Linked DNA regions of Mus musculus: regions 1, 3, 4, 5, 6 and 7 are each linked to region 2. A link is a contact called in public HiCAR-type, HiChIP or PLAC-seq, capture Hi-C and promoter capture Hi-C data. All regions are on one chromosome and are shown on one strand. The core of a region is the stretch at or near the end of the contact, and the rest is flanking DNA. Distances in the headings are between cores, read along the strand shown.

The links. HiCAR-type assays count read pairs that join an accessible place to other places. HiChIP or PLAC-seq counts read pairs in DNA pulled down with a chosen protein or histone mark. Capture Hi-C pulls out chosen DNA fragments and counts their contacts.
Region 1: an HNF4G HiChIP or PLAC-seq map of pancreatic cancer cells shows a contact between it and region 2. The contact joins the enhancer-like site here to the promoter of Sh3bp4 in region 2. A contact is called at or near these places in 2 of 39 promoter capture datasets (cranial neural crest and hippocampal neurons) and 7 of 115 datasets of contacts at active chromatin or transcription factors (astrocytes, embryonic forebrain, embryonic hindbrain and 4 more).
Region 3: a capture Hi-C map of embryonic stem cells shows a contact between it and region 2, with 2.3 times the contacts expected there. The contact joins the promoter of Gbx2 here to the promoter of Sh3bp4 in region 2. A contact is called at or near these places in 1 of 484 Hi-C or Micro-C datasets (embryonic stem cells), 3 of 115 datasets of contacts at active chromatin or transcription factors (astrocytes, embryonic forebrain and embryonic stem cells) and 3 of 9 other capture datasets (adipose tissue, embryonic stem cells and embryonic trunk).
Region 4: an HNF4G HiChIP or PLAC-seq map of pancreatic cancer cells shows a contact between it and region 2. The contact joins the enhancer-like site here to the promoter of Sh3bp4 in region 2. A contact is called at or near these places in 3 of 39 promoter capture datasets (hippocampal neurons and liver) and 2 of 115 datasets of contacts at active chromatin or transcription factors (astrocytes and pancreatic cancer cells).
Region 5: a contact with region 2 is called in a FOXA1 HiChIP or PLAC-seq map of pancreatic cancer cells. The contact joins the enhancer-like site here to the promoter of Sh3bp4 in region 2. A contact is called at or near these places in 1 of 39 promoter capture datasets (embryonic stem cells), 1 of 15 datasets of contacts at CTCF or cohesin (the NIH/3T3 cell line), 5 of 484 Hi-C or Micro-C datasets (adipose-derived mesenchymal stem cells, embryonic stem cells, nephron progenitors and 1 more) and 19 of 115 datasets of contacts at active chromatin or transcription factors (T-cell acute lymphoblastic leukemia, astrocytes, bone marrow-derived macrophages and 13 more).
Region 6: a contact with region 2 is called in a HiCAR-type map of astrocytes, with 3 times the contacts expected there. The contact joins the promoter of Dnajb3 here to the promoter of Sh3bp4 in region 2. A contact is called at or near these places in 2 of 115 datasets of contacts at active chromatin or transcription factors (astrocytes and embryonic stem cells).
Region 7: a contact with region 2 is called in a promoter capture Hi-C map of liver, with 3 times the contacts expected there. The contact joins the promoter of Hjurp here to the promoter of Sh3bp4 in region 2. A contact is called at or near these places in 2 of 39 promoter capture datasets (hippocampal neurons and liver), 2 of 484 Hi-C or Micro-C datasets (CD4 T cells and CD8 T cells), 2 of 115 datasets of contacts at active chromatin or transcription factors (embryonic stem cells and hepatocytes) and 2 of 9 other capture datasets (adipose tissue and liver).

What each region holds. Positions count from the first base shown.
Region 1 is chr1:89,601,732-89,605,530 of GRCm38.p6, forward strand. Agap1 (ArfGAP with GTPase domain, ankyrin repeat and PH domain 1) reads left to right here. Exons shown (of 18, transcript NM_178119.3): 2 at 2,867-2,925. Among named protein-coding and RNA genes, the nearest start is that of Gm41914, 23 kb to the left of the region's middle. Within about 2 kb of position 1,335, at least 64 of the 459 cell types and tissues checked have an H3K27ac peak or open chromatin away from gene starts, as enhancers often do. A contact at or near this core is called in pancreatic cancer cells, where this site is marked.
Region 2 is chr1:89,068,115-89,071,665 of GRCm38.p6, forward strand. It overlaps Sh3bp4 (SH3-domain binding protein 4), which reads left to right and starts at 2,301. Exons shown (of 6, transcript NM_133816.3): 1 at 2,301-2,483.
Region 3 is chr1:89,929,662-89,933,237 of GRCm38.p6, forward strand. Gbx2 (gastrulation brain homeobox 2) reads right to left here and starts at 1,515. Exons shown (of 2, transcript NM_010262.3): 1 at 572-1,515. The coding sequence starts at 1,094. LOC102637806 reads left to right here and starts at 2,414. Exons shown (of 4, transcript XM_030244408.1): 1 at 2,414-2,487; 2 at 2,948-3,025; 3 at 3,508-3,574. The coding sequence starts at 2,444.
Region 4 is chr1:88,532,865-88,536,300 of GRCm38.p6, forward strand. No RefSeq gene overlaps it. Among named protein-coding and RNA genes, the nearest start is that of Gm19589, 17 kb to the right of the region's middle. Within about 2 kb of position 1,422, at least 47 of the 459 cell types and tissues checked have an H3K27ac peak or open chromatin away from gene starts, as enhancers often do. A contact at or near this core is called in astrocytes and pancreatic cancer cells, where this site is marked.
Region 5 is chr1:88,426,476-88,430,232 of GRCm38.p6, forward strand. It overlaps a transcript of Spp2 not described here. Among named protein-coding and RNA genes, the nearest start is that of Spp2, 21 kb to the left of the region's middle. Within about 2 kb of position 2,081, at least 26 of the 459 cell types and tissues checked have an H3K27ac peak or open chromatin away from gene starts, as enhancers often do. A contact at or near this core is called in pancreatic cancer cells, where this site is marked.
Region 6 is chr1:88,203,961-88,207,404 of GRCm38.p6, forward strand. Dnajb3 (DnaJ heat shock protein family (Hsp40) member B3) reads right to left here and starts at 1,788. Exons shown (of 1, transcript NM_008299.3): 1 at 772-1,788. The coding sequence starts at 1,718. The coding sequence ends at 990. The region is part of intron 1 of Ugt1a10 (UDP glycosyltransferase 1 family, polypeptide A10); the gene reads left to right. The region is part of intron 1 of Ugt1a9 (UDP glucuronosyltransferase 1 family, polypeptide A9); the gene reads left to right. All of the region lies in intron 1 of Ugt1a8 (UDP glucuronosyltransferase 1 family, polypeptide A8), which reads left to right. It also overlaps Ugt1a7c, Ugt1a6b, Ugt1a6a, Ugt1a5 and Ugt1a2.
Region 7 is chr1:88,275,565-88,279,325 of GRCm38.p6, forward strand. Hjurp (Holliday junction recognition protein) reads right to left here and starts at 2,015. Exons shown (of 8, transcript NM_198652.2): 1 at 1,810-2,015; 2 at 1,655-1,721. The coding sequence starts at 1,905.

The sequences.
Region 1 (3,799 bases), core at 85-2,584, 530 kb after region 2:
GCCTAAGGCCTCTCAGGAAAAGGAAGGTTCAGGGAGGTTCAGGGTGCCTTTGGCCTCCATGCTCCTTAGTTTCTACCAGGAGTTGGATGTAGCCAGGAGGAACTGAGGTTAGTGGAAGTCCAGGCAGAGGCCTAGGGAGGCTGTTGTCTGCATCTGTGCGCAGTGGAGTTGATGGCACTGTTGTGTCCCTAAAGTGGATGGGCCCTGTGGAGATGTATGGTGTCCCTTGCTGAAACAGGTCTCCTGTGGGGCAAGAGCTGACCTTTGGGCTTCTCAAAAGGAGCATGAAGGCAGCCCTGACCCCTGAAGCTCATCCTCTGGCCTTCCTGTGTGCTTCCTCTGCTAGCACAAGCTACAGTTGAGGTAGTTGAGGTGTCCTCATGAATCTTGGAGCCCATGTGGGTAGCACAGTCCCTGCACCTTTATTCTGTCCACTTGGCTATCATTCATAACCCACTGTCATGATTAACGAGACTAGTGAAGGAACTGATGTCACATTTTACATGTCTAACCTGGAGTCCTTGTAGCCTGTCACCACAGGAGGGAGGTCAGGACCCAGCACCCACTTTTTCCTTTGTTGAGCTGACTAAAGACTGTTAAGTTCTGGGACCATAGCTTGGTGTTAGAGCAGTTGTCTAGTGTGTGGAGGCCCTGTGTTGGTTGCACTGCACTGCAGAAGGGGGGGGGGGTGGTAATCGAAGCCGTGCTTGGTTTGTGATGAGGAATGACAAGCCACAGTGGAGGTCACTTGTGGCATCAAACAGGAGCCAGGCAGCCTGACCCACACCTAGCAGAAGGCTCAGTGGGCTACCCACGCCCACCAGTGTAATCTCTGCCCTACTGTTAAATTGCAGTGCAGTAGTACTTTATCTAAACCAGTGCCTGTGAATGTGTTTCCTTCTTGTATTCCATGGAGTGAGGTGTTAAGTGGGCACCGCAGTTTCCTCTGGGTCTTTGTTTTTGGTGAGGGTGTTGAGTCGGGGTGGTCAGGTTGACTTTGAGCTCACTGTGTAGCCTAGGAGGACCTTGAACTTCTGATCCTTATGGTCCCACCTCTCAAGTGCGGAGATTGCAGGCGTGCATCATATCATACCAGCTTCATTCAGCGCAGGACATCCATCTTGGGCCTACTATGTGCGTAATAAGAAAGCCCACAAACAGCTGTGCCTTCAGGCTCTGTCCACTGGGAAGGTCCTTGGGCAGTGTATGCAGACATGCCCTGAGTCGTTCTTTGAAGCAGCCAGGCAGCTGCTCTGTCGTCACCTGAGAGAGACAGGAGCTGTGGTTTGCCTCGGCCCCCTCTCCCCGCTGGGTGAGGAGGTTTCTGTGTGGGTGCTGTGTAGCTTGTGTTTCCATTGCTGTCTGTGGCACAAGGCTCAGTCGCTGAGAAACCACACAGAGGAAGGTGACAGAGATTGTGGTGCAGACGTCTTTGACTAAAGCATGTGTCACTTTTCATTTGGCCCTGAGCCATGCCAGCCTTGCCTTCCTTCAGACTGGGCCCTGTTTTTTAAAGAAAGGTTTCATGATGAAACTGTGTCGATTCTTTAGTCTTTCTTTTCTTTTCTTTTCTTTTCTTTTCTTTTCTTTTCTTTTCTTTTCTTTTCTTTTCTTTCCCGTCTCCCTCCCCCTCCCTTCCCCCTCCTTCTATTAAGTCAACTATTTTATTAACCTAGTTGCCACAAAAATGAACATTCTGCAAAGATGTCACACAAGGCTACAGTATGGATGTGTCTTGTCTTCTGTAGCTTCTGCAGGTCACCCGGTGCTCCTGATTTAGCTTCTCTGAGCAGAGACCTTCCTCTGGGTGACTCGGCTCCTTAGACATGGGGGTTTCTAGGTCAGTGCAGGGCCAGGGATGTCTGTCCTGTGTTGGTTGCAGCCTCTTTGGTGTCAGGGGACTGTCTTCCTGGCCTGCTTGGCACCCCTCACCCTTTCCAGCCACCGACAGAGGAGAAGCAGGCCATGGCTTCCAGCCCTGACACCTGCTGGGTCTGAGTACCAAGCATCCTCCTGAGCACGATGACTGACTTGACCTTGAATGTGTTGTGGGGGACTTTGCTTTTTGGACAGCTTAAGAGGTAACAGGAGTCAGCATTTGAGGAAGATTAACGAGTGAGCTATATTGGAAAGAGACATGAAACCTGTGACTGGCTTGCAGTAGGTACTGACTACCTCAGGCTATCGTTTCTGATAGGCGGTGGCACACGGGAAACGTGAAAATCCTGTGAGCCAAAGCGGGATATTGGGTGTGAGGTGGAGAGGTGTAAGGCAGCCTGCTTGAGTCCCTCAGTACTGAGGGGCCCTCTCTTCCTGACCTGTCCCGAGTCACCCTCGCTGAATAGCTGTCTGGTTTCTTTCTGAGGATCCAAATATTCTGCACCCTGCAATCTTGCTGCTGGCTCTAGCCATTGTCTATATCCTTTGTGTGTGTGTGTGAGAGAGAGAGATTTCAGGAAAGTAACTGTTTCAGTAGAATAAAAAAAACAGATGAAAATCTAGCTTGACACCAAGTCAGGCCCAGGCAAATCAGGCTCCTGCCTCTGTTTTTCTACATTGTGCTGAGAACCAGGACAGCCTTCAGGTCTGCTGTGGACACTAGGAAGGCCTGGAGCTGGAGTGAGGGAGTAAGGGCCAGGGTGAGAGCCTTTGGCATTGCTGAGTGCAGTATGTGTTATACACCACAGCCTTGAGGCCAGACAATGTGTGAACTTGGGCAAGTATTGGCCTCCAGGGTAGTTGTAACATGGGCGGCTGGTATGACCCTGCTTAGGTGGTCCCTCTACCAAAAATGATATCTAGGGAATGTTTTGACTTCTGTGAGTTCTGTGGCATGTCTCCTCACGTTTCCCATCCTCTATTACAGATGCTTTCGTGAACAGCCAGGAATGGACACTCAGCCGATCGGTACCGGAGCTCAAAGTGGTGAGTGGCATCTCTGGCCTTGGGAGGTGGGGGGCTAGAATAAGCAGGATGGGAGTGTGCAAGCTTGCCCATATGGAGTTCTGTTTCCTGAGGCCTGTAGGTAGGACATGTTCCATCTGGGAGTGTGTACTGGGAAAAGGCCATCACTGGCTAGAAGGAGCTAGAGCCTTGAGCGTGCCCAGCTGAGCCATAGCAGCCATTATGTACAGGACCAACGCTTCCCTGCCCGACTCCATGCTGCTCTGTGTCTCACACATAGACTACTCTACTAATGCCACCGGGGATCGACCTGTCCCTTGCTGGGCATTATGACAGCCTCTGTAAGAAGCCATCAGAAGTCATAATTTTAAAAAAGTAACGACTGTTTATATGCAATTACGAATTCTTGGCATATGTCAAGAGTTCTGTTTTTAATAGAAGCAGCTTCTGGTGGAGTTAAAGCTTATAGCTGGCTTCAGGGAGTATTTCTCATTGCAGTCGCCTCCTGCAGCAAGCACAGTTCCATTGCCCGCCCCTCCCTCCCTCCCTCCCTCCCTCCCTCCCTCCCTCCCTCCCTCCCTCCCTCCTTCCCTCCCTCCCTCCTCCCTCCTCCCTCCTCCCTCCTCCCTCCTCCCTCCTCCCTCCTCCCTCCTCCCTCCTCCCTCCTCCCTCCTCTTCTCTTCTCTTCTCTTCTCTTCTCTTCTCTTCTCTTCTCTTCTCTTCTCTTCTCTTCTCTTCTCTTCTCTTCTCTCTGTCTGTCTCTGTCTCTCTCTCTCCCTCTCCTGTTTCTCTAGTGCTGGGCTCCATAATTTACCTGCTGGAAGACGGCTTCGGATGGTGAAGACCCTCAGTTGGGCCCACCCACTCACTGTGCATTTCCCACTATGTTCACTCC
Region 2 (3,551 bases), core at 1,051-3,550:
CAGTGCAGCTAAGGAGTCTTTCATGTGCGGGGCCATTTGCAGTGTTTGGGGGACTCATTTTTTTTATACCTTTGATCATTTATAACTCGCTTGTCTTTTTCAATGCTTTATAAGCAGTTCTTCTTTTGAGACAGATTCAGTATAGCAGTAGATCTAAGTTGTCTTTGAATTCATAATCCTCCTGCCTCATTTTAGCAAGTACTAGGATTAAGGTATATGACACCTAACCCAACAGGTCTTTGTTTTTTAAAAGATTTATTTTCATTTTGTGTAAATGAATGTTTGCTTGAATATATGTCTGTGTGCCACTGGTACGCCTGGTGCCGTGAAGGGCAAGGGAAAGTGTCAGATGCCCTGGAACTCCAGTTAGAGATGGTTGTGGGAGCTAGGAACCGAAGCGTGGCCCTCTGGAAGAGCAACCAGTGCTTAACCTCTGATCCATCTTTCCATTCTCCAAGACAGGGTCTCACACATCCCAGGCTGATCTTGAATTCACTATGTAGGGGAGTATGACCTTCAACTTTTGATCCTTCTGCATCCACCTTCCTTGAATCCCCCTTGAATCTCTTGAGTGTGGGCTTGAGTGACTACATCCCCATTTCTTGGCGCTGAGGATGGGACCCATGGCTTTGTGCATGTTTGGCAAGCACTCTACCAACTCTAGCTATAACCCCAGCCCACGTTCATGCATATTCTCCCTCTCCCTCTTTCTGACATGGTTTAGACAGGAGACATTCGGAGTCACGGCAGTACAAATAGCTAATATTTAGTGATGGCTACTTTGTGCTAGGCATTCTGCTGAGGCTTATGCTCTGTATTTAATTTTCATACTCAGAGGCAAGTGACTCACACAGAGGCCTAGAGATCCCAGCACAGCAGGCTGGCTCCTGACACGCCCTCCAGTCTGGATGCTTTTGTCTCCTCCACCCCCACCCCCTCCAACCATGTAAGTCACTTGCACCTTCAGGAGACTGCTTCTTTTAAGGTCGACAGCTACACTTAAGGAGTAATTGTACTCGTTTCCATGTTCTAAGAGAATATGAAATTCTACCCTCTTAGCCTTAGGTTGACCAGTATGTCTACCTGACTCCACTAGGACTACATCTAGAGCGGGGTGGGGGTGGGGGTGGGGGAAGGCGGGCAGCCCGAGTGCAAGGGTGGAGTGGAAGGGGAGCATAAAGAACACGGGAGATAGAAAACTGGCTAGTATTCCGACTCTGAAGCCCTCTCCCATGTGATCTTGCCGAATATGATAATCTGTGTTAACGTCTGAAGTCACTTAGAAAATATAAATGGTATCTGTCGCCAGCGATGATAGTGAAGATGGACTCAGTGGGCTGCTGGATTTGGATCTGTGGCAACATTGAAGACATGATTGCCACTGGTTCCAAGTGGAAGCCTTCATTCCCTGGCCTCACCACCACAGCAGTCAAAGGCTGGTTCGACCTCACTGAGGCAATCAACCCCTACAGGCCTCTGTCTACTCCCGTGAGAGATGACTCATGAGCTTGGGCTTTTGCTCCGCTGCCTCGCAGTGTGTTCATTCACTGAGCTCGCATCGAGCGTCTACTTCTGTATGTGAGTCTGGGCAGAGGAAGTGTAACTATGCTGACATGTATTCAGTTGCAATCTGCCTCGCAGGCAGCTCTCCTCCACTTGTAGTTGTTCCCTAAGCTGAGTTTTGTTTGTTTTTTCTCGGTTTTACTGCTTAACCACTCCCGGGGGATCAGAGGCTTCCCCAAAACAGAGCACCGGAGGTCTCCATCATCTTTGCTCATTTCTGGGTCCAGGGGTAAAGATCCCGAGGCCCTAACCCCACTCTCTTAACTGGCGCTGTTAAGGAAGGAGACAAGGAGTGTTGGCGGGAATCGCGCCGGAGCACTGGAGGCGCCAGTAAGCCAAGCCGCTTCTTTAAGTAAATCAGCGGCTCAGTCGGCCCCGCCCCTCCGGGACATCCCGCCCCCTTCATCCAGGCCCCGCCTTTACTAAGAACTGCCCTCCCCCAGCTCGAGGCACAGCCCCTACTTGCTCCAACCTCATATTGACCACGCTCATTTGAGCACACCCCGCCCACTTTTGCCCCAGTATCGTCTAGGCCCCGCCTCTCCGACAAAGACTCCGCCTTGAGAGTGCGATTCCGCCCCCGGTCCCTACGCCCCAGCCTGAGCTTGACCCGCCTCTTCCTCGCTCCGCCCCCAGCTTTGGCCCCGCCCCTCCCGCGGTCTCTGCTTGCGCTCCGCCCTCCTGGAGCCCGCTGTTTGCGCCCCGGCCCCGCCCGCGCTCGCGCCCCGCCCCGGCCCAGACCACCTCTGCGCCCGCTGGCGGGGGCCGAGCGCTCTGGGCTGTCGCGGCGTCTGGGCACCTCACCACCTCTGCTGCCTCGATCGCTGAGGCCGCGGTACCGGGAGTCGCGCGCGCCCCCGGCCGGGTGAGCCCCACAGGACAAGAGAACCGCAGGACCCGTGGGGCGCCATGCGAGCCAGGTAGGAGCCTAGGGTCGGACGGCGCACCCTATCCCCGCGCGCGCTGTGGCTTTGGGCAGCATCCCGGGCTCTGGGGCGCGGCTAGCCTGGAGCAGCTCCGAGCCCCTTGAGCTCCCGGTTCCCTGCCCTCTGTGGTCACAGCCCGACCTGGGCTGCGGATCGTGGTCGCTAGGGCCCGGGGCGCGGGGAGGGCGGAGGGGGTCGCGGCGCCACCCGCGCGGTTCTGAGAAGGAGCGAAGAGAGCGCGGCTTTGGGTTAAACTTGGTGACAATGCACATTTCAACTTCTTCGGAGAGCCCTCCTGGAGGATGAAATTGAAAACTCCAGTTTCTGTCTTGGTGATCGAGTGACCGCGCAGCCCCGAGGTGACAGCGCTGGGGTGTGCGGGTGGGAGCGGTTAGGATAGAGGAGCGTTGTTCTGCAAGTGCTGTTTACCGTGAAGCCGCCCTGCGCCGCCCAGTGTGTCTTGTTAGAGGGTTTGGGGGCCAGGAGGCTCCCAGCTGGGATCTGGCGTTGTAGTATGCAGGTTTGGGGGGCTTAGCGGTGCGGACTGTGGGGCTGGCTGGCGCTGGCCCTTCCCGGGTGTGGGGCGCCTGCAGATGCCGCGCGGGAGGAGTGGCGGAGAGCTGGCTGGCCGCTCTGCGTGCGCAGAAGGTTGTGGAGCCTCGTGGAGCTATGAGATTTGAAAGGGAATACCATGCTGGGCTTTATTCGTGTTTATTCTTCCCTTGTTAGTGCATCAGATTGGTGTTCTGTGATTTAGCAGCAGAAATAAAGTTCGTATAACTTTTGCTCTGATTATAAAAGCAATGAGTGTCCAGAGCGGAAATAAACACGAGATCTACGCCGATCCCACATTCGTTGGGGGTGGGGGGTGGGGATGTCGCAGCCTTGTAGATTTAATCATTGAATTATACCTGGCGCCTTCTTGCCTAACCTCAAGAAAACCCTTGCTTGAAACCCTTGATTGTCTCGTGCCCAAAGTTTGGAATTTTTGACCTGCCTTACCACAAAGGCTGTTTCTGATAGTTATGAGTACCCTTTTGATGTACTGGGGTTTCCCATGAG
Region 3 (3,576 bases), core at 265-2,764, 860 kb after region 2:
TTCCTAGTGCGTGCATGTACACACACACACACACACACACACACACACAGAGAGAGAGAGAGAGAGAGAGAGAGAGAGAGAGAGAGAGAGAGAGAGAGAGAGTCTCGCAGGAATCTGATTCTCTTGGATGAACAGAGAACCCAGTGAAGATATTTGAGTCTGGACTCTATTGGGTACATATGCAACTGAAAAAAGAAAAAAACCAGCCCAATAAGGCCTCTCTTTAAGGTTGCAACACACCAAGGACCCTCAATAATCACAGCGTGTGTGTGTGTGTGTGTGTGTGTGTGTGTGTGTGTGTGTGTGTGCCAAACACGCCACCAGATGTGTGGCCTGGAGTAGCTAGCAGGAGAGCTCTAAACGCCTCCTTTCCCCAGGATCCTGCTTGTTGCTTGGCGTTAAATGCCCCATTGGAAAGCTCCGGTGGGCATCACCGCAACTCCTCCAGCTATTCCCGCAGAGGTCGGGCGGGGGCGCGGCCTCGTCCCCCGGGTCTCGGCGGGAACCCGGAGCTGGCCCGCCCCCACTCCCTCCCGTCCCCGCGTTCCGGCTGCGCGCGCCGCCGACTCACCGAGCGACGCCTGCACCGCTTCGGCCGCAGAGAAAGCGAGCAGCGAGCCCTCCTTGGCCAAGAAGGCTTTGCCGTCTTCCGCATCCGCTTGGAGCGCCTCGGCTTTGTCGAAGTTGCCGCCTCCGGGCAGTGGCTGTGGAGCGAACTTGCGGGCAGCCGCCGCCTCTTGGTGCTGGGGCGACGCAGAGAAGCCGCCGGGCAGAGTGGCCATGAGCGTGGAGGTGAGCGCCATGCCCTGCGCCAGGCTGGAGCAGAAGCCGGTGGGCAGGCTGGGGATCTGGTGGTGAGGGTGCGCGGGCGGCAGAGCGGGCTGCAGCGCTGCCTGGGGCAGCGCGGGAGGCGGTGGCGGCGGTGGCGGCAGCACCACCGGCCGGTAGGGCATGAACATGGGGTAGCCGGTGTAGACGAAATGGCCGGGACTGGGCTGCGGCGGGCTGCCGATCAGCGAGTCTATGCTGAAGGCGGTACTACTCCCCAGCGGGCGCTGCATCATCATCAGCGACGGCGGGAACGCTGCGCTCATAGACGCGTTCGGGAGAAGCCAGGGAGAGACGAAAAGTCCCCGTGTCCCGCCGCCGCCTGGAAGCCCTCCGGACGCTGGGAGTACCACCGGGAACTCCGGGCAGGGGCTGAGCGGTGCCCAGAGCGCAGACGCCGCCGCCGCCCCTCAGTGCAGGACCCGCAGCATACCCGGCCTGCACGGGTGCAGCCACCGAGCGCGATGAGGCCGTGCGCCCGGGATGGAGAGGGCGCCGGGGACCTCGCGTTCGCCGGAACCGCTCCCGGCTGCTAGCCCGTCGGAACGCGCGCGCTTCGCGTCTGCAGGTCTCGGCCCAGCTACCAGCAGTGCGTGCGTCCGTCCGTCTGTCCGTCCTGCAGTCCGTCGTCTCCCACGGGCGGCTGGGGAGCGCGCGAAGCCGGCGCACTTGTCTCTGGCGGGCGCCGCCAGCACCTTTAAATCGCGCTCCTCTTTCTCATTCACATTTTGCCAGCTGCCCAGCGGAGCTCGTGTCACGTGGGACCGAGCACCAACTCCTATTTGCTATTCAGGGGAAGGCGGGGCGAAATTAGGGCTCCGCCCCCTTCACCCAGGCGGGCCGCAAATGGGCTACCGGCGCCACGGTTGGAGCGTGCTGGCCTGGGAGCTGGAGCCTTTGCACCGCGCGGAGCAAACTTAAGAGGGACCCTTGCTACCTACCCGACTCAGACCCTAGAGTCCCTGGCATCCCTGTGGAGGCCTCATGAGAGGCGGCTTGGAACTGGCACCCGCCACCGATGGGCCGGGAGTGTTTTACTACAGCAGAACCCTGTGTGATGCTCACCTTAACCAGGGGCGCTCTGGTTGTGCCAAGGGTCCGGGCAAGGTCTCCGGATAGCGTTTAAGGTCTTGCCTCTGCAGGTCTGCTCCCAGAGGTGCGCCTGGGCCTGTCAGCCCTTGCTCACACGACACGGAAGCTGAATGGTTGCTTGCGGCCCGCTGGTGGCAGCGGGGCGGCCGGCGGTGGTCTCCCTCATTCCTGGTTGGGCCCTCCGTGAGCGATCCCTGCTCATTTTTCATGACATTCTTAATCATCGCACCTATTTACCCACTTTGCCAGCGTACACCAAAATAACAGCCACGATAATTATGATAATAAAGCGAGTCTTTTATCTGCTCCATCTTCAGGGAGGAATGGGGGGGGGGGTTGCGACGCCTCTGGATTGTATAACGTGAGATTATCCTGATGAAAGCTTTATGATGTTTGCTCAAATAAAAGCTGCGTTTTGTAAATAGGCACTAATTAAGCACGTTGGCAACGGAGGGAGCTCTCACCCTGGCTCTGCGCAGCGCGAGGACTCCTGGGCACGCGGTTCCCCTTTGCGGACTGCTGGATGGAGCTGAGTCCCTCAAGATATTTCCCCTGTTCTCGACAATGGTAAAAAGCCGGGAATTTGGGGGTTAGGAGATTGGAGGGATTGCGGCGAAAGGAAAGTAGGCATTTCTGGTCATCTTTTCTTATGTTGAAACAAACTTTCAAATCTTGTGTTCCTTTTAAAATGGGATCCTTTCGTGGCGAAGGCAGATCCTGCCAAGCGCGTTGGGCTTCCTCGGGTCCCCCTGCCTGTTCTTCAGATTCCTTGGTCTAGACGTCCTTTCGGAACTGCTGACAGCACCAGGCCAAGGAGCAAAGGAGGGCATTGTTATATAGGTCATTAAAAAATCAGTTCACCCGGAAGAGCTCTGGCTGGGGAGTTGGCTCATGTTGGACGTGTGTTATGTATCACAAGCACATTTAATTGGGAGATAAAGATAAATCGATCTTTATGAATTTATCGACCCGATTCTTTGAAGCTCTTCTTTCTCGGTCTTCCTCTTTCTCCCGCTCTAACCCCAAGGTCCCCCGGGGACGTCTCAATCCTAGAGATCTTCTCGGGCCAAGAATCTTGCCAGAGAGCAACTGCCCACCCAGAGAGGTAAGAGGGGACGATGAGTCCTTTGCATCTCTTGGCCAGAAGAAAACTCGCTGGCCCGGCTGCCAGCCGTCCTCCTCCCCCACCAGTGTCCCCTCCCCTCCCCTCCATCACCCGGACAAAGACATCTCAAACGCCTTTCCCCTCTCCGGGCCGCAGTAATAGATGGTTTCGGCAGCAGGCGGTTTGAAAGGAATTCATTAGGGCGCTGCCTGTGTTGCATCCCTTCACTTCACGCCCAGAACTCGAGATGGCTTAGGCAGTGTGAGGGGAAATTAATTCTCTTTGGGATACACGGGAAGGAGGTGTCTGTGGGATACCCAAGCTCTAGTCCCTGTTTGCCCACAAAAGAAGTTAATCGAAGCCCAAGGCAAAAGGCTGGTTTCTTCATGAGCATAATAAATACTCCCTCTTATTATGAGATACCTACAGTGACAGTCTTCAATGCCACTACCTTGTTGTTATCCCCTCTCCTCAACTTCTAGAATAACCGCTTCCTTGATTTACGCAACCGCAGCCAGGGACCTTCGTGCTTGCCTGCAAGAGGACTGGGT
Region 4 (3,436 bases), core at 172-2,671, 540 kb before region 2:
CCTCTTTCCTTCTATCTCTAGTGAGATCCATCCAGGTTCTTTCTCTGGTCTTTGTACAGTCTCAGTCAGATGAGAGTCTGCTTGCTGGGGTGAATGCCCACATGTGCAGTCAAGCCTTTAGCCTTTCTCCACTGCACTTACTAAGTGCTGGCACATTGCTCCCTGTAAACCTGGACCATTTTGCCAACAGATCTGTGTAGCATCCTCACACAGCCTGGGTTCATCAGGTGGCAGAGATCAAACCCTGTACCTGTGTCAGTCCTTTGGGGACTGATGTACACGTACTTTCCCTGCCAATATTGGGATGTTTGTTTGTTTGTTTGTTTATTATATGTAAGTACACTGTAGCTGTCTTCAGACACCCCAGAAGAGGGCATCAGATCTCATAACAGATGGTTGTGAGCCACCATGTGGTTGCTGGGATTTGAACTAAGAACCTTTAGAAGAGCAGTCAGTGCTCTTAACCACTGAGCTATCTCCCCAACCTGGTTTTTAAAGCTCTCTCTTCTCTCTCTCTCTATGTGTGTCTCTCTTCTTCTTCTTCTTCTTCTTCTTCTTCTTCTTCTTCTTCTTCTTCTTCTTCTTCTTCTTCTTCTTCTTCTTCTTCTTCTTCTTCTCCTCCTCCTCCTCCTCCTCCTCCTCCTCCTCCTTCTCCTTCTTCTTCTCTTCTTTCCTTTTCTCTCCCCTCTTCATGACCAATTTTTGAATTCAGTTTTAGTGAATTTTATGTCAAATACTCATCACCATCTTGATCCCTCTTGTGTAACTTTCCAAGACTTCTCTATTACTTTTCTAGTATTTAGCTCTTTGTTCAACAAAATTGTTGTTCTTGTTGTTCATCTAAACTTTGAAAATGTGTTCACTTGTTTGAAAATTGTTTCATGATGTGTCTTTGCTATCAAGTTCTCCCCCCCACCCCCCTGGAATTTTCTTTGGAGTCCTTCTGGTTGAAGACTCTTAGTGGTTAAAAAGAAATATTTTGTTCATAAAAGTTATCTCCAATTGGTCTTTGCTTCGATATGTACTTACTGAGCTGACAACGCCATTCTGGCTTGCTAAGGATATCCCTGTACGTCTTCTGGTTCTAGTCACGCTAATAACAAGGCAGAGGATTTGCCTTTGCATGGAGTCTGGACTCTGCTAACCTGAGCTCTCCCAACTCATCTTGTGTAGCCTTGCTCTCGGTTTTGTTGAAGAGAGAATTTGAGAACATTAAAGAAATAACTGGTCTTTGAGTAGATTTCCTTGAATCTTTAGGGGTTGTTAATGGGTGTTCCAGACTTGACTCGATTAATGAGTGGGGGCCCAAGCAGCACAAAGAAAGAATGACTATTTTGCTAAGAAAGCCACACCTTCAGGATGAGGTTGAGACAAAGAAAAAAAAAATACCGTCTCTGTGGTGAAGCCCCACACACAAAAGCATTCTTTATTCCTGAGGTGAGTCATGGACCAGCAACGTTAGTGGGAGAGCCAAGCTCCAGCGGGAAGTTTAAAGTGTTGACTAAAGAAAGAGAAAGCACTGAACTTCACATTATCTAACTTCTCAAGAGGATCGCAAACATTTATTAGACATCATTTCAATCAAGTAGAGAATGCTGTGCTTGCTTTGTATTTAAATCTAATCATGTGAGCTCTTCAGAAATTAAATAACCTAATGTGATTCCTATTTATACTGACTAGATTGAAAAAAGAAAAAAAGGCCTATTCCTTTTCTATTTGAATAATGGACACCATCTATACCATACCAGACATAGGGAATTTTTTTTAATTTATTTTTTACACTGAATATTCCATTCTTCATCCTCCCCCATCCACCTTCCAACTGCTCCACATCCCACACTTCCTCCACACTCCCCTGTCTCCACATAGATGCCCCCACCCCCACCCCACCTGACCTCTAAACTCCCTGGGACCTCCAGTCTCTTGAAGGTTAGGTACATCATCTCTGAATGAACATAGACCCGGAAGTCCTCTACTTTATGTGTGTTGGGGGCCTTATATCAGTTGGTGTATACTCTCTGTTTGGTGGTCCAGTGTTCAAAAGATCTCAGGGGGTCCAGATTAATTGAGACTACTGGTCTTCCTACAGGACCCGCTTTCTCCTCAGCTTCTTTCAGCCTTCCCTAATTCAACAACAGGGGTCAGCTGCTTCTGTCCATTGGTTGGGTGTAAATATCTGCATATGACTCTTTCAGCTGCTCGTTGGGTCTTTCGGAGGGCAGTCATGAGAGGTCCCTTTTTGTGAGAATACCCTTAATTTTGGGTTTGGAAGGGGGTAGGTGGGTACATCTTTGCTCCTGTGGATGGAGGTATAGGACAATCCCATGTGTCCTTCTTCAGGTGCCACTGACCTTGTTTTGAAGAAACGGTCTCTCACTGGCCTGGAACTCACGTCAGCTAGGATAACTGGCCAATAAGCCCCCAAGGATCTGCCTGTCTCTATGTCCCCCACCTCTGCTATTATAAGCATGCACTAGCATGCTTGACTTAAAAAACAAAAAAACCTTGATTTTGTGTCATTCTTAAAATAAAGGGTGAAGTCCTTACTGAATGAATTGAGGTCTTTCCAAGCTTTGTTTTTTCCTGGCAAAGTGTAATCTGCATCATCTGACTTAGACCTCGGATCTGATCCCAGTTCCCCCATAGACCCTGCAGGGACCTTCCTTCTATGGGACCTGCAGTCTGACAGGTGACGTGGGTTGCTTTAGTCTAAAACTTCTTCTAGCCTTAGAATGACAAGATTTTCATGAAGAATGCCAATGATGATCTTTTTAAAAAAGATTTATTTATTTAATATATGTGAGTACACTGTCGCTGACTTCAGACACACCAGAAGAGGGCATCAGATCCCATTACAGATGGTTGTGAGCCACCATGTGGTTGCTGGGAATTGAACTGAAGACCTCTGCAGAGCAGTCAGTGCTCTTAACTGCTGAGCCATCTCTCCAGCCCCACCAATGATGATTTTCTAAAAGGCATCAAAGGTTGGCCCAAATCTTCCTCCTTGCACCCTGTGAAATTCAGCTTTGAAGAGTGAAGCAAGAAACCTTAAGATGGCATGGGCTACCTTTAAGCAAGACATGCAATTGGGGGTGAAGGCTATTTGTTGACACAGAGAAAAGAGGTGTCTAAAGAAAGGAGAGAGCCCTAGACCCAGTTTGCAGCTATTCAAATTCTTTTGCTCTTAGTGTGTGTATGTATGTCTGTGTCTGTGTACATGTGTGCCCATGATGTGTGTGTGTGTGTGTGTGTGCGTGTGCGTGTGTGTGTGTGTGTGTGTGTGTGTGTGTGTGTGTGTGTGTGTGCACGCGCATGCATGTGGAGCTTATGGAACAACTTAAAAAAAAAGAATTATTTGTTTTATATATTTGACTGTAGGCCTCTTCAGACACACCAGAAGAGGGCATCATACCCCATTAGAGATGGTTGTGAGCCA
Region 5 (3,757 bases), core at 831-3,330, 640 kb before region 2:
TCCAATTTCAGATTAGAGCATCACTAAGTATCCAATTTCAGATGAGAAATTGATGTTAGGAGGCATGAGGAGGATGCTAGGGATGGAGGCTCACAAAGTAACTATGTTTCGAGTGTTTTCAGCCAATTGACAATAGATATTAACATCTTGTTAAAAGCAAGCAGACTCAAGCATCCTGTTGTCTTTCTTTGTAAGTCATCATGGTGACTTTTAGGGCAGGAATACTCTCCCATATGATACAGACAACATGGTACATAACACCATTTGCTCCTTAAGCCCCAGAGAATGGATGAGACGGCACACACCCATGCAGTGGGATGTGACTGACCACACAGCAGCCTGGGTCATCAGGTGGAGAAAATGCTGACACAATAGCGCAATCTGCTAATAACAGAGAACATCTTTGGTGGGAGAACAGGTTACTTTGTACACTGTCCTGTGTTTCTGTACACATAGAACTGTTCCAAGAATAGTTTAGTGGACTGGGGAGACGGCTCAGTGGGTGGGATTGATCAATGCCCATAGGAACCTGAGTTTGAATCCCTAGATCTCATCTATTTAAAAAAATAAATAAATAAAACCAAGGCTAGGTATGGCCACACATGCCTATAGAGCTTTGGGTTCAGCAAGAGATGCTTCTCAAGGAAATAAGGCAGGGAGTGAGGGAGCAGGGTACCTAGGATCTTCCGCTGCCTTCTGTGCGCTTATGGATTTTAACTAAGAAAAAAATTGATTAAGTGGCTAAAGAGTAAGACTCATTGCAATCGACCACTGTGCCTATAGGAGCACCACATACTACTACTGCATTCCTTTAGATTTCTTAGTCTAATAAATTAGCTACAGAATGAAATATCCTCCAAAGTGGGCATTCCCAACAAACCCGCCTAGGGAATAGGGCTCATCCCCAAATCTGCCTCCTTTGGACATCATTTGTGGTTTGGTGTGAGTCGTGTGTGTGTGTGTGTGTGTGTGTGTGTGCGTGTGTGTGCACATGTGTGTGCCTGTAAAACTGTGAGATGGCATCCGTTCTCCCATTAAGAGTTTAGCATGTTGGCACAGCAGTGCTTGTTGGTGACCCTTGAGAAGCTAAAACAGGAGAACTCTAAGTTTGAGACCAGCTTCAGCTTCGTGGTGAGACCTACTCTCACAGAGTTGCTTGTGCCAGCCTTCTGAAAATGACAGCAAGTCAAGATGCTATACAGAATGCTTCTTATATGCAGCTACCTGGCACTTACTGAATGTGTTTCAGGTTTGGCTCCTGCTTGTATCCTGTCATGGTATTTGTTTCAGACACAGACACGTTGTACTGAAGACTGAAGAATTAAAACGTGTTGGGGAATGGCGCTGGTCTGGAGGAGATGAAGATATTCTAAAGATACATGTTTAACCAACATTCATAAAACATAAACTCTCTTCTGCCTTTATAGTTGAATCCAATCACTCCCTCTACCTTGGTAAACTCCCACACTCTGGGCCCACCAGAGTCCTTATCTGTAGACATCTCTGCAGGGCAGCTGTGATTTCCCTTATGGTCAAAATAGGCTAAAATTTACACACAATTTTGTTATGAATCTACATAATTATGTAATTTCCCAGTCTTTGAATTTACTGCACATTTCTTCCACATTCCTCTGGAGAAGACAGCAGCAAACATACATAGGTGTGAAATGGGTGGCCCTTGCTCCGCAATTGTCATTGGTACTGGAGCAAGCCGGAGGCAGGTGTGAACTGTCATTGTGAGTCTGTCTGTTCCTTGGGAGAGTGAGAGCCAGCACCCGCACTGAGCATGCCTAGATGCACAGCAGTGTAGCCCAGGCCTTCTTAGAGGGTAGCTTTTCTGCAAGTATTCACCAGCAAGCTAAAATATCAACACGGTTGATGGAGAAACTGGGTTCGCCAGCTGCTGCCGTCAGTGGAGACATTAGGAAGATGGACTGAGCTGGTGAGATTCATAGACTCCGAGAGTCCCCGGCCAAGGTTGTTTGCAAGAGCTGATGTGATCACGGCCCTTCAGAATGATGTGAGGTATTTTCGATTAAACAAGCCAGCCCCTTAGCTGTTCTCAGGGGTGGGGCTGAGGAATGCAGTCAGTGCTAGGACTCTCTCTTTTGACTCTGACCTCAGTGGAAACCACAGAGCAAGACAAACAGTGACAACCCTTGCTACAAGAATGTCATTGTGCCACCATCGGGCTTCCAGCAGAAAAATTCTGGCTTCTCTCCAGAGGCAGGTGTGTGGGAGTCACCTGCCAGAAGTGATCTTCTCCCCCTCCCCGCCCCCGTTCCCCCCAGAATCAGCAGCCACATCAAGCTGTTGCCTTCTATAGAGGTCCTGGGAATCTGCTGCACACAGCCCTGTGGGGCTGTGTTTACTCTCTTGTCATTTCACGTCTGGGAATGAAAAGTCGCTCAGAGGTTAATGCTTCCCTCATGTTCCATCCCTGGAATGTCTCAGTGTGGCCTGGCCTGTTGACAACATGGCATGCACCATATTGTCCCTATGTCACCTGGGACACTCTTGTGGGAAAGAGCTGGCTGGTTGGTTCCCATCCATGTGAGGGCTTCCTCGGCTTGGATGTCGGTCAAGGTCTTCCTTAAGTTTAGAGGGAATGTCCTCAGACTCTCCGTCCTGTGAGGTTTTTGTGCCCAGGTTGGCAATAAAAGATGGGATTCTGATTGCGCATCTTACAGTTCTGCACACATCTTACAATGGTGGGTCTCATTTCTTTGGTGGTTAACGGGCTGGCTGTTGATCACTGGAGAGAGTTTGTGGAGGAGAAATGTCAGTGTCTTGAGGTGAGAATTACTCTGAGGGTTGAATCCTTGCTGCTGAGGAGCCCAGTTCTAGACCAAGTCCTTCAGGATGAAGCTAGAGTTAAATCTGACTAGACTGATTGATTCTGAGTTTTCAAGACTGACTCTATCTTCCCCTTCTCCTCCTCTCCCCTCCCCTTCCCTTCTTCCTCCATTTTCCCCCGTCTAATGCTTGTTACATTAGATGCCTGAGAAGGGAAAGGAGAATCTGGGTGAGGACATAAAATTTCTAGACACTGAGCAGAGCCCAGTGACCTTTGAAGTCTAAGCACAGCCTGCAAGAGGTGCAGTGTGGTCAAGGGCCCCAGCTGGGGTTGCTATAGTAACAGCATCAGCCACCAGTCCAAGTAGCACATGATCTCCTGTTGTAGTGCATCCCAGGGGCTTACAGAATGACTTAGGAATAGGAAAGAACCAGAAATATCTTATTCTGTCTGGGCTGCTATAACCAGATACCACAGAGTGAGCAGCTTAAGCTACAGAAATGTAGTTTTTGTGGCTCTGTGTCTGGGGAGGCCATGATCACACTGTCATTAATTTGGTTCCTGGTGAGAGCTCAGTTCAGGGCGTGCAGATGACTGCATACAGTGAAGGGCAAGCCCTGGTTCCACTTCTTATAAGGACACCAGTCTGAGCCTCATGACCTCATTTAAACTTGTCTTCCAAATACCATCATATGGGGAATCAACTTGCCCATGGGAGGAACACCAACATTCATTTCAAAACAGACAACATGGGGCTAGAGAGGTGGCTCGGTGGCTAAGAGCACTGGCTCTCTTCTAGAAGACTCAGGTTCAATCCCCAGCACCTGCTGATAGTTCACAACCTTCTGTAACTCCAGTTGCAGTGGACCAGATGCCCTCTTTTGGCCAATGTGACACAAGGCACATTGTGGTGCACAACTATATCTATGGGTAAGACACGTATACACATAATCTAAAAAT
Region 6 (3,444 bases), core at 538-3,037, 860 kb before region 2:
GGTCCTATGACCTCTTTGGAGAGAATTACAAAGCATGGCATCTAAAACCTATTCCGATCCATTTTGCTTCCATGCCTTATGAAGTCTTCCTAAATAACACTGAAGTGAGGTAGATTATTCTGTGTTGTATTCTCTAAAGGCAACATCTTCTGCGAGGTCTAGGAAGCACCCAACTGTGGTATAGAATGGACTCTATTGCATATATATATACAACCAAGGAGCTTGTATATCCTTCAAAAGGCACTTCTCACTTCCAGCATCTTCCACTGTTGTAGAACAAACTTAGGCACTAACCAGCCAAATGTTGAGACCTTGACTGATAAACATAACCCCAAACCTTCAGAGAGAGCACTATCCTAGGAATCCTCCTTTTTGCCCATTGAAGTGAATTTCAGACTTCTACAAAACATGGGAAGAATAAGTGTGATATACACACTACCAAGTTCGTGGTAATTTGTTGCAGCAATAACAAGAATATACTTAAGTCTACTTTCTTCAGTTTAGCTGCTTAGTTTTAGCCTTTCATTTAAACAGTAGTCAACTGTTCCTATGTCAGCATGACTTTAGGTAAACTAAAAGCCACTCTTTTCAACTTAGCTATCTTAAACGAAAGACTCAATATATGCCCATCTTTCACCTTGGTGCGCATGTGGGGAAGTGGAGCTATAAAGTTCAAGGAAAGCTCTGAGTCGAATGTTCAACAAAATGGAGATTGTGTGGTTTTAGGTGTTGTGAACAGTGTTTCCTAGCACTAGAACATAACAGTGGTCTGCCTCAGGATTAAGTTTAATAAGTGCCAAAGGCATACAGATATTTACAACAGGCATAAAGACCAAGAGAGATCCTATCCCTGCGATCCCAACAATAACAAGAGGCACCGACATGAGCTGCATATAATGTCTGGAATACAGTTGTTCTGAAAGTAGAGTTCCCTTGAAAACGCGTTTAAACAAAAAAGTCCTGATAGTCCTTAAAAGACACTTTAGTCTTTACTGAGTATTGATGCGAAGCAGCTGCTCTTTGCCATTAATTATCAGGGACTTTAACTCTCCATCTTCTTCCACTTCCACCCTTTCTTGACCATTCTCAACGATTCTCTTGGTGGTGATTTTTTTGCCATTAATTATTTCGGTGGAGGTTGACACCGACTTGTAGTTGCCTGCCGCCCCACCGCCGCAAGACATGGAGAAAGAAGAAAGGCCCGAGTTTCCTGGAGAACCGAAGGATGTGAATCCAGTATCTAACGAAGCGAAGCCACCCCCAAATCCTGGGAATTCGGTAAAGGAGGTAGAGAAGGGTACAGCCCCTCGGCTTCTGCTTCCACGGGTGCTCCTCCGATCCCCAAAAAAGTTCTCAAGGGGGTCTCCCCCGAAGAAGTCGAAGGAGAAAGGGTCGTGGCCCCCGAAGAACTCCCTGAAGACCTCCGCGGGGTCTCGGAAGGAGAAGACGTACTGGAAGGCATCGTGGAACGGGCTGCCCGCCGCGCCGCCTCCGCCCACCTCGCCCACTTCGCCGCAGCGGTCGTACACCTCGCGCTTGCGGACGTCCGATAAGACCTCGTAGGCCTGCGCCACCTGCTTGAACCGCCTCTCGGCCTCCTCCTTGTGCTCGGGGTTCTTGTCCGGGTGCCACTTGAGCGCAAGCTTGCGGTACGCCTTGCGGATGGCCTCGGCTGAGGCCTGCCGCGGCACGCCCAGCACCTCGTAGTAGTCCACCATGGCGGCTGGCCGGCCCGCGGCCTCGGCGCTGGAGCGGCGGTGGCAGCTGCTGAACGCCCGCCTACCGGCCGGCGCCACACTCCCTTGTGACGCAAACGTCTCTCATTGGCGGAGGCGGGCGGTGCCTCAGCCTATCAGAATGGAGGGCCCAGGGATCCGTTGTGCTCCCAGAGATGCTCAGTGACGCTTAAAGACAGGACCGAGTCTAGTATCCTTGCAGTGGTGATTGGGTTGTCCTATGGTAGGGCGAACAAAGGACGACTTAGGGGAGAGAGGCTTTGACTCTGGCTGCTATAGAAAAGTACTATTTCACCCTTCCCCGCACCTTCGCCTTCTCTCTACCTCTCCTTTTTTTCACTCTTCTCCTTTCCCTCTTCTCCTGATGCTGCTCGCCCTTCTCTCCCCGGCTGTGTAGCTCAGACTGGCCTTAAACTTGCAGTAATGCCCTGCTGCCTCAGCATCGTGCATTGTGGCACAAGTGTGCCTCACAAAACTGGATTTTTTAAATGGATTTTTGTGCCCTGCCCCAAGCTGTCTTTTCGTCAGCCAGGCAGGAAATTAGGAAGGTTGTCAGGATTATGTTTTGTCTGACCCTGAGCCTGGTCTGAAGGACAGTGGCTTGTGAAGGACTCAGGTTCTTAAACATTTTTGGCCATAGGACATCCCCCCCCCTTTCATTTATATGGCTCTAAGAGAAAGTAAAGCAATGAAAAACATATCTATTAAATACACACTAGCATAAAACATGTTCTGAGAAAATAACTTCTTCAAAACAAAACTTCAGAAGGGTGATGTGTGTTTGTGTTCTTCAAATCACTCCAGCATTGGGCTTCATAGAGCTGGATTCTTCTGCAATCTATTTTGATCTCATAGAGTAACCTTTGGAAAACTCCACCATATGCCTATGAGAAAATTAGATCTTTAAAAGTTAATATTTCTGTTAATGGAAATAGTTTCAACCTTGTAACATTCCTCTGAAAGGTCCTTGGGGGATCTTCAGGGTTCTAGTTTATACTTGGAGAACCATTGTTGTTCTGAACAAAAATAATTGGAACTTGTGGCTGTTTTTGAAGCACCTTAGGTGAAATGTTCTTGTTGCCACTAATACTGTTGTAGTATGACTCTGGCCTTCCTTCTGCCTTTGCTTGACACTTGCTTTTATCCCCACTTTCTTGAGGGCTTTTTTTTAAAAAACAAACAAACAAAAACCACTGTATTACCTTATTTGATCAGTGGTGAGGCAACATGTATCTCTAAAGATTACTTAGTTCTAAAGGAAATGGTTAACCAGTAAATGTTTAAAGATTCTATCATGAAGGGTACTAGGTCTAATCAGAAATTCTAGTATGCCAGAACAGTCATTTGAGTTTATGTCACGCCCAGTGACTGAACTTGAACCTCTAGGCCTGGCACTTGGTAAACATGCAATAAACAGTAATAGAGTCCTCATTAGGAGGAAAGGGTAGATGGATTTGACTAATCAGGAGAGCCAAAGAGGAGGAAAACTCCTTTCAAAGTGACCCAGGGTCTAAGGAAGAGCAAGGCTAAAGGGTTTGAGTTTTCCTGTGGGCCCTGTAAAGCTGTTGACCAAAGTACCAGAGAAGCAGTGGTGGAGTGGGATAATACAAAGGCAAACTGATAAAGTGGGCTGGAAGGACGGCCTAGAGGCTGAAGCTCTGAGATAAGACCAAAGCAGCTGGATCTAAGAGTGAACACTTGGCCTAAG
Region 7 (3,761 bases), core at 765-3,264, 790 kb before region 2:
CCAGTGAGGTACACTCAGTCCTTCTAAATCCCTCAAGGAAAACACAAGTTACTTAGAAAAATGGTGGGTCTGGAGATTTCAGATTATATTATTATAACAGAAACAGAAAAAATAAATTACACAGCACCCTCTATGCTCCAGGTTTTAGCAAGGACACACCGTTTCGTATTTGCAACCCGTGTGGCATGTAACTCCCATACCCTCTTAAAAGCCCACAGGACAGACTTACCATGTCCACTGTACAGACAGATATGCGAAGAGGAAAGTTCAGATGACTAACCCAGCTCTCTGCTCATGAAGTGGAACCAGCATGTGAATTCTGGGAGGTCTGATAGCACTGACCACTGTGGGACATGACCTTTCCAGAGGACACTGATGCTCAACTACAACGGCTAAGTCAAATCAAGGCTTTGCTGAATGGCCCTCTCCGTGGAATTCTACATTTAATCGCATAAAGTGCTAATGTTGCATGTTTGAAACTGAACTCTACAATACGTGCTAAGTGCATGCCCAGGTGAACTGTCAACACACACAAATGATTCCCTCCTGTTCTCTGCAGTTAGCTCTCTGCTCCAGTCTCCACCTTAAATCTGGACTTCAGTCTACTGCATGTTAGGAAAGGCCGCGCCAAAAACGTGTCTCTCAGAACAATCAACAAGATGAGGGATTCATGGCAAGCTTGCTAGGACATAGATTTGTTAACCGACAACTGCAGCCCTAGGTGTCTATGTGTTGGCCAGACCTCAGGGAGGGCTCTTATACCAACTTGTATAGTCTCAAACTCTTCAGCAACTTCACTGTTCTCATATAACTGACATCAGTTATATATCACTGACAGAATATATCATTGAAGACAGATGGGCAGTCCAAAATACTCCAGACACTGCCTACCCCTTCACAAACAGCCGCAAGAGCACAGAAAAGCCAAGAGTCAGACAGCACACTTATGGATTCCTATATTGCTGTGTCCTGATCCCATCCAGAGAAAAGCAACCTCTTTGTAGAATTAGTTCAGTTTCTGCTTATTTAAAATGCTTACCCAACACGTGCCCTGAACAGCCAATAAGACAAAAGACAGACTGCACTTGTAGACCCCTGGCAGACTGTGATCCGAAATCCGATTTTATCAATAAATTCAGACAAACATCAGGGATGGGTCTTAGGGAAGGATACGACCTCATCAAATAACAAACTTATCCCAGTTAGAGAACCGATGAGGTTTAAGGTAGTAAGTACACTCACAACATTAAATAAAATGCGTCAGAGGTGGCAGATAATGGGGACTGTCCAAAACAGATGGGTCTACATTTATACAGCAAAGCCCATGAGAGCGGAGCAGTCCTGGGTGCTGTTCCAATGGCCTGACAGGTACTCTGGTGATGTTATACACAACCATACGGCTTACCCATGATTGTCAACATCCTTATTTTACAGAGTCACTTGTACCGCTAATCAATTAGCTCGAACTTCCATGCCAGGCATTTTAAAAAACCAGGCTGCACTGTGTCTCCAGGCATTTCTTTCAGAGAAATTAAATTGGAAATCAGCAACTCAGGGATTCAAGGTCCCTAGGAGCAAGGGGGACAAATGCAGCATTGCAAATTCTAGGCCCACTGTTCTGGCCCAGTGCCAACAGGAAGGGAGGGCTTCGTACCCTGGGGCGTCTCGTAGGTTAACGTCCTCATCTCCACCAACGGGTCGTCCTCAAAGGGCTGGTTGTACTGCGGGGAAGGGAGAGCTGGTCAGACTCCGGGGCGCTGGATCCCCGCCCACCGCGCCCTGCCCGCCTCGGCCGCCGTCCCAGCCTACCTTCGCTATCAGCCGCTTCATTAACGTCTGGAAGCGGCTACTGCTTTCCTTAAGCTGCTGATGCAGCCTGCGGTCCTGCCGACCCATAGACTCCATGGCGTACGTGGCTCTCTGCCCGGCACTGCACCCGCCCAAGCCCGTCCACAGATCAAACGTGGCGCCCCGCGCGCTAATAGGGTCTTTCAAAAGTATTTACGCAACCGATCCTGCCCGCGTTTCCGGCCGCCGCTCCCAGGGAGCACTTCCGGTGGAAACGAGAAGGGGAGGGACGAGAGGGAGGGTCCGCCGGAGCGGGTGGAACATGCGCATTACTTCATGCGGCACTCCCGCGTCCCCTAGAGGCTTCTGGGTGAGTTGCCTGTCAAGGCTCCTTCCTGGATCTACCAATTTCCCAGCTCTTGGGAAGGCTTGGGGAAAGCCAGATCCAAATAACGGTCCTGAAAGGAGTCTGGAAAGCCAGTGTTCAAAAACAAGACGCGTGTAAATGTGCTGAACGATATTATAAACGTGACAGAATCTGTGATTTTTATCCTAGGGTTTTAAAATAAACTTTCTCTCCCATTTCTGATTATAGGCTGTTTCTTGATTGTTATCTTGTTCCTTGAGGGGGTAGGTAATTTGGTGTCCATTTTATGAGGGCATTTACTTCGATTAACATTTTAGAACATTTTCAGAATTTTTGGGAGGGGTTGTCTTCTGGCAGAGCTGGGGGATTGAACCCCACTAGTTGGTTTTACTGTGACTTCATAACAGCTACATTTGTTTGCGGGTATTAACGTGATTATCACGATATGGGAATTAATGGAATCATTACTGAGTATCAGGAAGTCCCTTGAGGTGCCTCTCTACTTCTCAGCCTGCCCCCATAATCTTTTCATGCTGTCCCATTGAAACTGAGGGAGGGAAGAAGAGCTTCCAGGCTCATAGACTGTGGATGCCCACGCAATGTATTTGCAACAAGCGCGGAAGTCTCTTTCAAGATCCTGGGCTTCTGGGAGGGCCGTCGGTCGTCCGACTCTCCTGGGATTGGATGGCGGTTGCCTCATCCAATCTGTCCCTACCCCAGTATGAACCTGTTGCCTGTGGGGATGTGAGAAGGTGTTGCTTCAGAACGTTGGTGGTGGCGTCAACTAGATATGCTGTTCTGTCTCCTGAGCACCTCCAAGCCTTCCCCATCCTGATGGCTGAACTTCTCTGCACTGCAAGCTTAAAGTAAAACTTTCCTTCCTTATTTTGCTTTTTGCTAGGTGTTTTCTCACATTAACAAGAAAATATCCGAGACTCTGTCAATTTACAGATAATTTTGACTTCACATAGATCATTCACGACTACTGTGTTAGAAAGAGGCATTAATAGCTCATCAAAGTATGTTTAGTCAAATAGGCGGAGAAGGTTTCAGAATACTGATTGTCATTGAGAAAAATCAATTAAAGCATTTACATATACAAAACAGAACAGGTAATTTGGCCCAAATACTTATGAAAGTTAAGAGGGACCAAATTAAGTATTAAATAATAATAAATATAATATTGTAATAATAAATCTTACCAAGGGTTAATGATAAGAACATTTAGTAAGAAAGCCCTTCAGGGAAAAGGACAAAGGTCAGAAATTGTCAACAAGAGAGGAGGTGCAATGGGCAGTGCTCTGTCTCAAAACTAAGTTAAGGATGAGCAAGAACAAGGTCTGAGGGCGGACATAGGAAGGTGCCACATTTAAACCTATTGCTTTGTAAGTTAACTTACGAAAGTTAAAAGGGACCAAACTAAATAGTCATGTCCAGTCTAGGAGGTTAGCATAATTAACAACAGCCACAAATATTAACTATCAGGGTGAGCGTGAGGAAATGGATCTCTAACCCTTCAGGAGAGCCTTTGTTATGCAATGTTTCCAGAGGAAAGTGCAGCATGGTGTAAAATGGGCTTTCAAAAAACACACCGTACTTTGATGCC